2 separate regions of the Ovis aries genome follow, and region 2 is linked to region 1. The links are chromatin contacts, called in public Hi-C maps. All regions are on one chromosome and are shown on one strand. Each heading gives the region's core, a stretch centred on a gene start, on an enhancer-like site or on the middle of the called end of the contact. The rest is flanking DNA. Distances are from core to core; before and after follow the strand shown.

Region 1 (7,264 bases), core at 1,727-4,226:
AGTCTGCCATCTTGGACTGGGGAGTTCTCCCAGTTTACAAATGGGGAAACAGAGGCTCAGAAGCGTTAAGCGATCTGCCTGCCAAGGTCACAGAGCAGACAGTGAGCTGGGGCTCCTTTCTGACTAGCATCTGTGAGAGCACCATTTTTTCTCCTCCAGTGACCTCAGAACAGGTCCAAAGCCAACTCTGAGGGCATGATTTGGACAGGGATTGGAATGTAAAATCAATCGTGGCTACTCAGTCTCCCCACAGCCCCTATGTCCTTACCTCCGTCACAGAAAGGAGGGAGTCGGGACATGAGAGGAAAAGCCACGTTCCACTGTCAAGCTACACATTAACGGTGCCTCCAGGTCTATTCCTGAGCACATCTAAAATCAGCAAGAGCCCAGGTGAGAAAGACCAGGTTCCCTCCCCTGAGTCAAAATCCCCTGATGCTCTTTCATGTTCCTCTGCCTCCCAGGGCCACAATTCCAGTCCCTTCTGCCTCTGCAGTCACCACAGACCAGATTATGTTGGGCCCTCTTTGGCTCCATCTCCACCCAGAAGTAGCACCTCTACATCCTGGACTGAGGGCCTAGGGGGCTTCATCTTTACCACCACACTCCCCAACCTGAGCCATTGTGTGTTGACTGGGCTCAGCGAGGGACCTCTGTACCAGCTTCACCTACCAGCATCCAGTGGTGACCTTCTCACCAAGCTCTGGTGCCAAATGCTGAAACACAAAATGGCCTGATTATATAAGAAGTGCTCTTCTGGGAAGGGGAAGACCAAAAGATCTAGTGAATCATAGCAAGAAGGCATGGGTAGGGCCTGGGCTCCTTATATCTATCATCTCTAACTTGGGCCTCAAATCATTCACAAAGTAGGCAGTTGTAAGAAAATTGTTCAGATGTCAGCTTAGAGGCTCATTAGGGGAAGAGATTCAGCTAGGATCACCCAGGAGCAAAATGACAGCATGGGGGCCAAGCTCTGCTCTTTCTAGACAGGCTAGAGAGGAAAACCGTGCAGAGCTCAGCAGACACCTGATTGTAGGGCCACACTGCCACTTACCGCTCTAATATTTGCATTAAAAAAAGTTTGCTTTTTGAAAATATGTAGGTATTAAAAACTGCTCTTGGTAAAACACACACACACACACACACAACTTGGGATAGATCAAGTTGGTATGCTGTGAAAAGTCAGCAGCTGTAACATTTCATGATTCAATGCATAAAATATGTTGAGTTCCTCAGCTGAATAAGTAGTATAAACAAATACTTTCTCTTTTTTTTAAAAGATACAGGGCGGGTGTTGCCATAATCTAAGGACCTCTTTGCTGTTCTCAGCCAGTGTTCACCTGAAGGCCAAAAATGCTCTTTTTAAAAAAGCACTTAGCCTTTTACTTTTTTAGAATTTAGGCAGAAAGTCTGAGCATGTGAGAACACTAAGCGAGGCAAATGCAGAAGTTGCCTCTGCTGATACAACCAGCGGATCAACGACACTGGGTGTTAGTGAAATACCCCGCTCTCCTAGAGGAGAGGGGAGGAAACCACAGAATGTTCCTGACTCAGCACCCCAGCCTGATGGCGCAATATTTGTGTTTGTGTGGTGCTGCCGGGGATCGGGAGGTCGGAGGGCTTCACTAGGGCCCAGGATGAGGGTGACCTTATGGAGGTCTCCCCAAACCTTTGTCCAGGTCCTGTAAATCCTCTTAAAATGCTGTAGGATTATATTTCAAGACCAGCTCACGTTGATGGCAAGAACCAGGGCCCTGGGGCTGGACGGTGCTCCGGTTCCCAGTTGCAGTCCCCAGCCCGGCGCTTAGTAGGCGCTCAATCAGTACATGTTTGGGGACTAAAAGAAAATCCCCAGGAAAAGGGAATGGTAACCCACTCCAGTATTCTTGCCTGGGAAATTCTATGGACAGAGGAGCCTGGTGGGCTCCAGTCCATGAGGTCGCAAAGAATCTGAAGAAACCACCACAAAGAGATGAAGCCGCTGAGACTTAAGAAAACGCGAGCAGAAGAAAGGTGTCTGGCGGTCCCTGCGGGGGCGCTGTCGATCCGCACTGGGCGGGGGGTCGCCTCACTAAAAGCCGGACGTCCGCAATCCACAACCGCACCTTGCGGCCCCCACCCTCATTTCAGACCCCTGACCCGCCTTCCTCGGCTCACAACCACGTAAGGACCACATGACTAGGATTGACATTTTTCTGCTTGGGGTTTGGTTGGACCGCATTTTACTTGTTAAATGTACATTTTAAAGTAACAGGAAAGCCTGGGGAACAGGAATGTATTTCCCTGAACACCTCCACCCCAACCTACCCCGGTTGTTCTTGAGCGGACAAACTCAATTTTTCTCCGACCCTCATTTCAGTCTCCCCTCGGCCCGCTCACCCCCAGCAGTGCGATACTGGGCAAGTATAATAAATCGCTTCTCCTCGGGAACCCGTGTTTCCTCGCCTGCTGGGTACGGGGAAATGAGAGAAAGGGGCGCCTGTGTATCCAGTAACAAAGGAGACCCCTTTCGGCTCCGGTCGGCGGAGGAGCGGGCGCCGGGACGCGGCGCGGTGGAGGGGGTGGAAAGGGGGAGGCGGGGGCCCATGGCACGCGGCCCGCTCCCAGGCACTCGCACACGGGAGTCAGCCCTCGGCTGGCAGAGCGCCCACCCTCTCCCCTCCCCGCTGGGCCCGGAGAGTGGCCCGGACCAGCTCCCTAGGGACGCGCCAGGCGCAGGCTGGACGGCCGGGCGGAGGCCGAAGCCCGAGCCAGAGCTTAGCCAGCGGACCCCACTCGGAGGCCGCTGACGTCTTCGCCTTTGGCTGCTCCGGCGCCAAACCCGGCAAGGCGGGTGACGTCACCACACCAGTCACGTGACCGTCATTCAAACAAACAATCCCCTCCCCCACAGCGCGCGCGCGCGCGCGCCCCGCCCCGCGCCGCCCCGCTTGCTTACGCGGAGCCACAATATAAACGCTCTCCGCCGGCTCGGACTCGCTGCGAAAGACTTCGGGGCCCTGGGCGAATCGCGGGTGGAAGGGCCGTCGGGAGAGCAACAAGGAAGCCGAGGCGGTCGAGAGTCCCACACGGCGACCCCTCGCTCGGTCCAAAGGCAGTTTGGGTTTGGCGCAAAGAAAACCGGGGTCGGGCTTTTCCTCGAAAGCCATCGCCCTGCTGTTCGCTTCCCGGGACAAAGAACGTAGGACGACTTGCACGCTGGGGGCGCTGGGGCCGGCCATGGTCATGGAAGTGGTCTCCCTGGACGCCGGAGGCCTCCGGACGCTGCTGCGGGAGCGCGCGGCGCAGTGCCTGCTGTTGGACTGTCGCTCCTTCTTCGCTTTCAACGCCGGCCACATCGCCGGCTCGGTCAACGTGCGCTTCAGCACCATTGTGCGTCGGCGGGCCAAGGGCGCCATGGGTCTGGAGCACATCGTGCCCAACGCCGAGCTGCGCGGCCGCCTGCTGGCCGGCGCCTACCACGCAGTGGTGCTGCTGGACGAGCGCAGCGCCGCGCTGGACTGCGCCAAGCGCGACGGCACCCTGGCGCTGGCCGCCGGCGCGCTCTGCCGCGAGGCGCGCAGCGCGCAAATCTTTTTGCTCAAAGGTACGCCTTCGGGGACGCTCAGGGGCGGGCCTCACGCCCTCCGCCGCCTAGTCTGGGGACCCCTGGTTCTCAGCTGCGGGGGGTGCTGCTCCACCTGAGAGCTTGGACGCCTGAGTCGCATTGTGGGGACTTGTTGGCTTTGTTTGGCTCTAGGAACAAAGACTCGCCTGGGGCTCCCCGGGCTAAACTTCCAGCTCTGGTGGATGAGGAAGTTGTATGAAGGTACCCTGTCTCGGCGGTACTAATGAAAAATATGTGTCTCTTTGTGTTCCCAGGAGGATATGAAGCTTTTTCTGCTTCCTACCCGGAGCTGTGCAGCAAACAGTCGACCCCCATGGGGCTCAGCCTTCCCCTGAGTACTAGTGTCCCTGACAGCGCTGAATCGGGGTGCAGTTCCTGCAGCACCCCGCTCTACGATCAGGTTAGTAGGGGGCTGTGCCGGAGGGGAGAAGGAAGAGCTGGCAAAGGTGGCAGAGCCGCGCTAGTGAAAATATAGAAAGTGACGTGCAGCTTTATTTATAACAGGGGACACAGGAGATTTCATTTATCCCGTGGTTACATGGCATGATGGAGCCGAGCCTGTAATTGTTGGCACTACAGAAATTAGCTTGTTGGCCCTGCCTAGGCAAATGGGTTTAGTCCCTTATTTATTGACACTCTTAACAGTGCTGTGAGGTTCACCCAATATTGAAACTAACTTATCCAGGAGGGAGGTTTTGTGGATGTGGGCACCACCATTGCCGTTGAACAAAGCTTGACAAGCGTTGGATGTTTCTGGATTTCAGGGTGGCCCAGTGGAGATCCTGCCCTTTCTGTACCTGGGCAGTGCCTATCATGCTTCCCGCAAGGACATGCTGGATGCCTTGGGCATCACTGCCTTGATCAACGTCTCTGCAAACTGTCCCAACCATTTCGAGGGTCACTACCAGTACAAGAGCATCCCCGTGGAGGACAACCACAAGGCAGACATCAGCTCCTGGTTCAATGAGGCAATTGACTTCATAGGTAAGTGGAGCAGATGCCTGGGACTTTGCCACACTCCTTCTGTTTCAGTGACTGAGACTAAATTCCATGGCAAGAACTTGAGCAACATAGATTTAAGCTTTCCTCTAGACATTAAAATCAGTCTGGCATGGGCAGCATCCCTGCAAAGTACAGTTTCGATGTCCCACTTTATAAATTAGCAAACTGAATCTCAGGTTGAATTGATCTGTCCAATATCAATCTGCTTAGTGGCGATGCCTTGCCTGGGTTTAAATCCCCGGCTGTTTAAATCCACTGTGCCCACATTGCCTTCATGGACAGTATGTCTGTGATGACATGAGGTGATATCGACCATACTGGACAGGACACATGTGGCATTTCTTAGACACCTGGGGTTGGTTGGAGTTATTCTCCTGGGCTCTCAAATAACCAGCTGCCCTTTGTTTTCCAGACTCCATCAAGAATGCTGGTGGAAGGGTGTTTGTCCACTGTCAGGCGGGCATTTCCCGATCGGCCACCATCTGCCTCGCTTACCTCATGAGGACTAACCGAGTCAAGCTGGATGAGGCCTTTGAGTTCGTGAAGCAGAGGAGAAGCATCATCTCCCCCAACTTCAGCTTCATGGGCCAGCTGCTGCAGTTTGAGTCGCAGGTCCTGGCCCCCCACTGCTCGGCAGAGGCGGGGAGCCCCGCCATGGCTGTGCTTGACTGCAGCACCTCCACCACCACTGTCTTCAACTTCCCGGTCTCCATTCCCGTCCACCCCACAAACAGTGCATTGAGCTACCTTCAGAGCCCTATCACGACCTCTCCCAGCTGCTGAAAAGCCACGGGAGGTGATCTTCACAACCCACCGGGATTCCAGGCTCCTGGAAAGTGGAAATGCAATAACTCCAGGGAAGGGGGCTCGTGAGGGCTGGTCTTTATTTATTTAATTTCACCCAAGTTCCACTGGGTTCCTGAGCAGTTGTAATGATGACTTCACGCCAAGATGTTTGCTGAACTCAGCACATTTCGGGACCAACATACAGTGCGTACATCAAGTCCCTCGGACAGAAAGGGGCAGAAGAGAGAGGACTCAAGTGTGAGAGCCGATTTCTCTTTTTGTCCCTGTTTTCTGAAGACACTTTTCATGCTTGACATACCTACCAGTATTACCATTCCCGACAACGCATATACATATGAGAATATACTTTGTTTTATTTATTTTTGTGTAGGCGGTCCACCTTCACAAATGTCAGTGTCTACTCCTAGAAGAACCAAATACCTCAATTTTTGTGTTTGAGTACTGTAATATCCTGTAAATATATCCTAAGCAGGTTTGTTTTCAACACTGGAAAGCACCAGTGTTGATTTTGTTTTGTTTTTTAAGTTGCCAACAGTTGTATGTTTGCTGATTATTTATGACCTGAAATAATATATATCTTCTTCTAAGAAGACATTTTGTTACATAAGGATGACTTTTTTATACAACAGAATAAATTATGGCATTTCTATTGAAATCTCGATGCTTTTCTTGGTCAGCCCTCTGATTCCTTTCCCATAACTGGAATAGGGGAAAACAAGGTCCTTCAGAATATGTTTTGGCATCTGATCCCATACTCCTTGGTGGCCCCCCAGTCCCATGAGATGGCTGGGTTGCCAGGGTGGTAGAGAAATGTGATCAATTATTTTTAAAAAGTACTAGAACCTGCTCTTGGTAATGAATTCGAGTGTCTGCCTATGTTTTTCCCAACATGTCACACAGGGAACCCAAGTGTACCCAGAGCCAAAACTAGGAATAAGTGGCCCATATGCTTGGTTGCTTTTTTCATTTAATACCTTCCCCCAGGTTAATCTTAAAAAGCCTCCTCCCCTCCTCTGATCTCTACTAAAGAGATAAAGATAGTTTCTCAGTAGGCTTGGCACAAGTGTGTTTCTACCATGTGCAAGGTGGGCTGTGCTTACCCCAGAACAACTCAGCAAGATCTGTAAAGGATAGAGACCCAGCATAGCTAAGGAACACAAGTGGGGGAGTTGGGCCCTGTGTCTGTTTTGTTTCCTAATTTTATGGCCTTTTTATTTCATAACTTGCTCCTCACGTGCTCTTTTTCTTTTGAAAAGACCTTTATTAATTATGAAAGGAATACTGAGCACAGTAAGCCAATACAATGCAGACAAGTCACCTGGAGCCCCCACCCCAGCCTGACCCTTACTGTTTTGGAGCCCGTTCCCTGGGCATCTCCGCATCTGTACCCAGCATTTTTGGTGGCAGCCTCCTTCAGGTCACTTGCTGCCCTGATTTCATAATTTTGTTGAAGAAGATAGACAATTAAATCTGGCTTGCTCTAGGGCAATATTCTGGATTTTCACTGTCTTGCCAAACAGCCCGAAACAGAGAAGGTGTAATTGACTACTAACCCGTAGCCCAGTCTTTAATGCTGAATTAAACAACAGAGAAGCTTCTGGATTGCTGGCCCCTTAGCCTCTGCATTCCTTTGTTTCTGGATAAAGTGCTGTAGGAAGCCAGAAAGCAAACAGCGTAGTTTTCCAGGGGTTCCCAGAGTAGTGGTCTTGGTCCAGGCCCATTGTTCAAGGCCTTGACCTTTCTCCACTGGGTCACCATGCACCGCTTGACTCCCAGCGCCAGGAAGATTTCTTTTCCCTGCTCTGAGAACTTACCCTGGGCCGGCAAGTTCATTTCCTCGACTGGGCTTCC
Region 2 (7,264 bases), core at 1,860-4,359, 110 kb before region 1:
GACAGGCCTGGGCCTGATTCTCACTCAGACAGCTCACTGACCAACCTCGCTGTGGTTTTAGCCTCCTGGTACCTCAGTTTCCCCAGCTATAAAGTCAGGCTGATGGCAACAGCAGTACTTGGCACCAGGGGTTCTGGGACCATTAAGAGCAGAGCATTGTAAAGTGCTGGCGTCGGTGGCCAGCACACGGTCACCCGCTATAAATCAAAACTGAAAAGTACAATGAGTTGTATTAAGCTGTAAACAATCAATGGAGAGATCCGGTGACCACATTTTTTAAATTATAAATCCTCATCAAGTTAATAGTGGAGAAGAGCCAGAGCCTGGGCAGCCAGAGGCCGGAATGGACTGTGGCAATGCCCACTGAGGATGGGGTGCCATTCCCCTGCGAACACGGAGCCTCTGAGCACCCTGCAGGGTCACTTTCCCATGGATAATTAATGGCCGGGTCAAAGTCCAACCACGCAGACAAACAGGTCTCCCTCTCACCGGGCTGGGTCAGAATAGCCTCTTATGTCACTGAGAACACAGGCCAGTGCTGGAGCGATGCTGATCCACCAGCGGTGACCTCATCTCCTCGGGTTGCAATTTCACGGTGGGGGGTGGGGAGGCCGATCCACTGTGGTCACCAAGCTGCCCGGGAGGGCGAGCCATACCAAAAAGGAAAAGAACTTGACCCACAGTCCCTCCTGGATCAGCAGGGCTTCCTGGGGGCCAGGGGTGGTCAGAGAAGCTTCTGAGAGAAGAAGGACCCCGAGGCACAACTCTTACTCGTCTGGAATGTTCTCTGGAGTCCTCGCCCCGAGGACCCCCTCTGGGCGGCTCCTGCAGCTTGGTCACAAGGCCGCAGAGCGGAGGCATCAGGGTCACCGTGTCATTGTGGACGGAGCCTCTGGCCCCACAGGCCTCTTCTCTCACCCCCCCTGCCCTCCCTCTCTCCCCGCGGGGAGCTCACCAGCTCAGAGCCGGACACAAGGCAAGCACCGAATGAACAGCCCCTCATGTTTGGATTCTGCCCCTCACCCCTCATGTTTCTTCCTCGCCAGGCATGTGGTGGGGCCAGAGTGTCCAGACTGCCCCCAGGAGCCAAGAAGAGGATGTCCTGGAAAGGGGAGCGGGCCAGAGTGGCGGGGACACACCGTGCTCCTGGGGAAGGTGTGGGCCCCGCCCCGGTAACCGGGCGAGCTGGCCAGCTTGCACACGGCCGCAGGCTCCTCCTGCCGCAGACACCGGCTCTGACATCCAAACGCACCTGCTGGGTGCTCCCTCAGCGCCCTGCCTCACCATGGGCGACACGGACGATCAGCTGAAGGAACAGCCCCTCAGGACTTCGGCAGAAGGTGAGGGAGGCCCCTTCTTAACTCAAGGGAAAGGACAAAGAGCACTCGTCACACACACTGCTGTTTTCTGTTACACAGAGAAGAAATATGAAATGAATGAAGGCCTGAAGGGATATGGCTCTACTGATGTTGAAGTATATAAGGCACTATATTAAGGTCCTTGTAGGTAAACAGTCTTGTTAAAATCTCACAAAACACCACATACCTTCCTTATTTGCCATCCTGCTTTTTCTTCAGAGCCCTATCACTGGCTGACACCTTCCATTTTTTTTGCCTGTTGACCGTCTGTGTCACTGCCTGCATCTTTGGCTCCTCTTGAGCAGGCAGCCACACAGGAGTGAGTCAGGCAGACCTGACCCCAGACGGGGTCAGGACCAAGGGTGATCCGCACTGATCTACGGCAGTGCACAGAGGCCACCGCTCCACATTCTACTCTCCCTGTTGGCTCACTCTGCTCCATCCACACCGGCCCTCTATACATACATTGGGTAACTCCTGCCTCAGGGCTTTTCACTTGCCAGCGTCCCTGCCTGGAATACGTACACCCTTGCGCCTGGCACCTGGGACAGGATCAGGGCTCCCTCCTCGTAGCTGCCACATGGGGACCCCTTCTCACCTCGTCTCGAACATGAGTAGTCTGCACAGCAGCCCCCCTCCCAGGGAGTGGGGTGTGCCTGGGAGAGACCACCAGGTGCCTGGCACACAGTAGGTCCTTAGTAACACCAGCAGGTCTCAATTTCTGGCTGTTCTCCCTGCTTCTACCTCCAAATCATGATGGGGTGACCCGTGAAATATCCAGTGGCCCAAATGTGCATACTTGACTAGGAGAGAGTCCATTCTGGGGGGAACAAAGTCCTCTGTCTGACCCTTGCCTGGTCAAGGGGTTGTGTCTTAGGAAGCAGACAAGCCTCCTCAGACCTGGAAGGGTGCCTTGATTCTGGCATACCCTACCCTGTTTGGCCGGCAGCACCGGGACCCAGCGAGGGGTGGCACCTTGTCCAAGGTCACAGAGCAGGTAGTAACTGAGCAGAGGCCGTCTGATCCTGGACCTGCCAAGGCCTTGTCCAGTGTTCTTTCTACTGCTCCATGTGGCCCCTGGGGCTTTGGTGCCATCAGGGCTACAAACAGGATCAGAGGAACAAGGAGACAAAGTCTCCCACATCAGAGGAGGACAGAAAGCTATTTTCAGAAGCGAGCTGTGGCGGTGGGGTGGGGGGAGAGGAAGGACCGTGGGCAGGTCCCCCCGCCTCTCTGAGCCTCAGTTTCCTCATCTGTCAAGAGGGGACAACTATGTCCCAGGGCTGTCTGAAGATGAAAGGCAGGGATGGCTGCACAGCTAAGCTTCCCATTTCCTATTGTCTTGTGGCTGACGGGGAGGCACAGGAAACCAAGAAATTCCATGAGTGAAAAGGAGAATTCCAGTGCTGGACAGGGGAGTGGGTGGCCACAGCCCAGCCCCGTGATGACTTTCAGGGTCGTAAACATGGAAATGAAGAGGTCTGGAAGCCAGAGGTGAAGGCAGGAAGCTTCTGGGTCTAATTCATCTTGGAGGGGCATCTGATGAGGCCGTGACTGAATAATTCCAGTGGCATTCAATGTTACACAGGCCCCAGAGGATTTACTGGGTTATCTAGACAACAGAGGATTCTAGGAATCCGGGATGCATTCACAATGCATCAATCACTGCCAGGAAGCCCACGCGGACTCCTCACCCAGTGTGGGCTCAGGACAGGGGAGGGGACGTGGTGGAGGGGCTGCCCTCTGATGTCAGAACCTCGCCTCCACTTGGGGAGAAAGCTGCCCTCCTTTTTTCCTCTGAATTCTTCCAGCTCTAACATCAAATGACCCTGCGATGACTCAGAGGGGAAAAAGGCCCACTGGCCAAACACAGAGACTGCAAACAGGAGGAAATGATTTCTGCTCCTCTGCGGACCCAGGAGGCGCCGTCCGGACCCCAGAAGGGAACCAAAGTTTTCTCTTTGGCTTCAAAAAAGTGACGTTAGTTTTCACTCTAGCTTTAAAACCCTTTAGGACACAGAGGAGGAACTGATGCCACAGGCTTTGAAACTGGGAGGGGGAAGGTTCGGAGGCTTCTGTCCTTTGTCAAGCCCCACCCTCTTCTTGTCTGGGGCCCCTGGAACCTCTAGAATGGCCCAGCCCAGGGGGGATACAACTTACATTTCTGTCGTTATGAATCCGGTGAGCTCCGAGAGGAAGAGGAAGAGGATGAAGAGGCAGCAGCAGACGGAGACTGAAAGAAACGACACAGACGCCCAGTTAAGGGGTGGTGGGCACTGGCAGGAGGCCGGCCCCCTGCCCTCAGACAGACCCCGGCCAAAGCCCCTTCCACCTCTCGGCCTGCGCGTGAAGCAGCCCCACTCCACAGAGGGAGACCACCTCCGGCTGATCTGACCCGCCCGTGTGGACAGAGCCCCCGGTTTGGGCAGATCCTCCAAGGCAGAGGCCCCCAACCCTTCTGGCACCAGTGACCGATTTCACAAAGACAGTTTTTCCATGGAGGGGGATGGGTGGGAGTGGAGAGGTGGGCCAGGCAGTCATGCGAGAGATGGGGAGCGGCAGATGACGCCTCCTTCCTCACCCGCCGCTTCCTTCCTGCCGTGCAGCCTGGTTTCCTACGGGCCAAGGACCAGTGCCAGTCCTCGGAGGGGCCAGCCCAGCTTCTCCCCACAAGAACATTTTAACACAGACGTCAGTCACAAAACGGCAGCTGCAGGTCAATGGCCCACAGATGTGTTCTGTTTGGCTCAATGGATATACACGTTAACACTTGGAGGTACTTCCCTGGTGGTTCAGTGGTGAAGAATCCACCCTCCAATGCAGGGGCGCAGGTTCGATCACTGGTCCAGGATCTAAGACCCCACATGATGTGGCGAAACTAAGCCCAGACACTATAACGGGAGAAAGCCTGTGCGCCCCAATGAAGACCCAGGGCAGCCAAAATAAACACAAAACAAGAGAAGACCTTGGACTCGACATCGAACAATGTGCAGACGTCACACTGAGGCCAGATTTCTGGCTGTTCCAGGACAACTGAGCCCTGCTTCCACGAGGGGGTGGCCTGGGCTCACCAGTTTGCCTCAGGCCTCAGCGTTCCCTCCTGCCACCCAGATTCCAAGGCTGAGGCAGGGCATCCCCTGCCATCTCTCCCTGCCTGCTATGGACTCGTCAACGCGCCCGAGTCCCCATCAGAGGTGAGAACTGAGGACACCCAGAGCCGTGCTTCCAGAGAAGGCTCTCCATGGGAGGTCCTACAAGTCTGAAACGCAGAGAGTGCAATGGAGCTCCAAGGTCGTCCCAGGTCACTCATATTTGTCTGGCCTGCCTGGCCCCTGGCGAGGCTGGGATTTGTGACCCTGGAGTCGTTCACTGGGGCAGGACATAACAAGCACCCCTGGGGCTGGCCCTCAACTCTTCTCCAGCCCCATCTCCCGACAGTGCCCCTAACATCTAACTACCCAGCCACCCCGGGCCATGTGCTGGCCCCTAAATGTGAGGATCCTCTGTCTGGAAGGCACCTCCCCATCTTCACTCCTCCTCCTTGGTTACCAGCTCTGCCTGGTGATCTCCTGTTCATCCTCCCAGGCTGAGGCCCAACTCAAACGTCCCTTCTTATGGGAAGCTCCTCCAGGCCTTAGAGGTGGAACTGGTCCCCCTTTCCTCTGTGCTGCCAGCCTCCATCTGAACACCTCCTAAATGTTATTGACTATCTGCAGCCCTGCCTTTCACTAGTTTGATAACCCGGAAGGCAAAAACTCCACAACCCCAGTGTCTGGGCTGGGACTGGGTACATAGAAGGTGATACAACAGGCTTTGTGGAAGGCAGGAAGCCAGCCCCCAAAATACAGAACATGGGCTCAGCGCGCCTCATCCGGGCATATCACAGAGGCGTGAGCAAGGGCTCCCACAGTGCGCCCTGCTACTGACATGCTGTGTGTCTCCGGGTAAGCTAATCAACCTCTCTCTGCTTGTTTCTTCATCTGCAAAACGGCACTGTAGTAACACCTGCCTTACGGGACTGCTCGAGGGTTTCCACAACACAGACACTGGGCTTGAAACGGTGCCTGACAGGTAATAATGGTGCAAGCATTAGCTCCTTTTAGGATCGTCATCAGGGAGACCCCGGGGGGTTTGCTGCTTCCAGGAAGGTGACTTGGCAAATGGGTCGACCCTCAGTCTCCCACGAAGAAAAACGTTCTCAGTCAGTCCCACCGACTGACGCAGCTGCATTCTCGACAGCCAGCCCCGGGTGGACCAGGCCATCCTGACAGCTGCTGGAGCCAGGTGTTCGTCAGCAGCAGCTGCAGCATTACTGCACCACCTGTCCACGGTAACACGAACGGGCGAAGATGTGTTCGGAGGGAAGAAGGCGGGGAACAAGCGTCTGAGGGGCACCTAACCACGCCCTGTTGTGGGAACGTTCACAGGTACAGGTCATGTCACACGGCCATGTGGCAGAGGGCACAAGCCCTCGTGGAGGGTGTAGACATGAAAACTCAGAGAGGGGAAGGGTCCGACCCCGGAACACACTGGGTGGCAGGCAGGGGGAGGCTGAAACCTGACCGTTCTGGAGCCAACGCCCTGAGAAAAGGACCCTGAGGTCTCAGAGCCGAAGAGAAGGATGGCATAGGGACACCCCAGAGTCCCCACCAAGCCTCCAAACCCACCCCCAGACAGGGGGCACGCTAGAGGGACTCCCCGTTCTTCCCAACTGTGAGAAAAGCTGTATGAGCAGAGTTTAAGGGTTTTACTGTAAATGATAAGAAAAATCATCAATCTGCATAAAAAGGCATACCATACCAGTCTCCTTCTCACTCCCGACCCAGAGCCCCACGTCCAGAGGCAATGCCCTTACCGTCCTGTGTCCTGCCATGAGCTTACGAGTTTTTTCCTCTAAGCAAAGAGCCCGATATCCACAGGCCTTGCTCATGCAGCAACCTACGTCCAGGCAGGAGTCACATCAGTTTATCAGAGTGGCCATGTGGTTTGTTTTCACGGCACAGAAATTAACGCCAAATGTCTTCTCCAGCTGCTGAACAAATCCACTGCAGAAGACTGGCTGGCAATCCAAATTTCCCAGACTCACAGCCTTCCCCTTCTCACCTGCAAACAAGTCACTGCAGCTATGATGCCTCCTGATTTAAAAAAACAAAAACAGCCAGCTGGGCAAACCACCCTTTACCTGCAATCTCGTACCTTTTCTGACTCACATTTCAGTCACTTTCACCCCTCCCATCCCACCTTCAAGCCCCAGAAGACAATTGGTTGCTATAAGGATGAACAGGCACAGGCTTAGGAGGTGATTTTGAAGGTCAACGCCAACTGAAACGAATCCAAATTTTCTAGCTGCCTTCCTTGCCCCGAGCCTGCAGATGGCCCAGGCGTGGGCCCAGCAAGGGGTGAGTGCAGCATTTGAGCGGTGGAGTCGCAGCGCCCAGCAGTCCCGGGGGCGGGTCCACTGTTCCTGCCCTGTTTCCAGACTGGGGGCCAGACAACAGCTCAGCACCGTTGGGACCCCAGGGCCCGGCACAGCGCCTGGCTCAGAGAAGGCCGGAAGTAAGTATCTGAGTCAGTGAGGGAATGAGTGAAAAACGTGAAGACAGGTAGCAAGCATTTCCACCAAAAAAGCCTTCCGATCCTGAAGGGTTTTTCAATCCATGTTTGGGCAAGATGCTCAGGCTCTCTGACTCCAGACTTCTGAAACTGACTTGGGCACGGGACGGTAGGAATGTGACCCCAGGAGGACGCTCGCTCCTGAGAGGCCTGGTGGAACCAGCAAAGGAGGCGCTGGACCCAAGACCCCAGATGCTGGCAAGTCAAGGGGTTTGTCCAAGGCCACACGGCCGCCTCAGTGGGGGAAGCAAAATTCAAACCTCGACCTCTGAGTCTCCAACACCCTTGCTGCT

Evidence for each region. Hi-C and Micro-C count contacts between places; a contact is called where the count stands out from the background.
Region 2: a contact with region 1 is called in a Hi-C map of skin fibroblasts, with 3 times the contacts expected there. The contact joins the enhancer-like site here to the promoter of DUSP1 in region 1. A contact is called at or near these places in 2 of 16 Hi-C or Micro-C datasets (muscle and skin fibroblasts).

What each region holds. Positions count from the first base shown.
Region 1 is chr16:4,708,404-4,715,667 of ARS-UI_Ramb_v3.0, reverse strand. DUSP1 (dual specificity phosphatase 1) reads left to right here and starts at 2,976. Exons shown (of 4, transcript XM_004016868.5): 1 at 2,976-3,583; 2 at 3,859-4,004; 3 at 4,369-4,588; 4 at 5,019-6,068. The coding sequence starts at 3,217. The coding sequence ends at 5,389.
Region 2 is chr16:4,822,611-4,829,874 of ARS-UI_Ramb_v3.0, reverse strand. It overlaps ERGIC1 (endoplasmic reticulum-golgi intermediate compartment 1), which reads right to left. Exons shown (of 10, transcript XM_015101240.3): 3 at 3,519-3,591. Among named protein-coding and RNA genes, the nearest start is that of ERGIC1, 61 kb to the right of the region's middle. Within about 2 kb of position 3,109, at least 12 of the 54 cell types and tissues checked have an H3K27ac peak or open chromatin away from gene starts, as enhancers often do.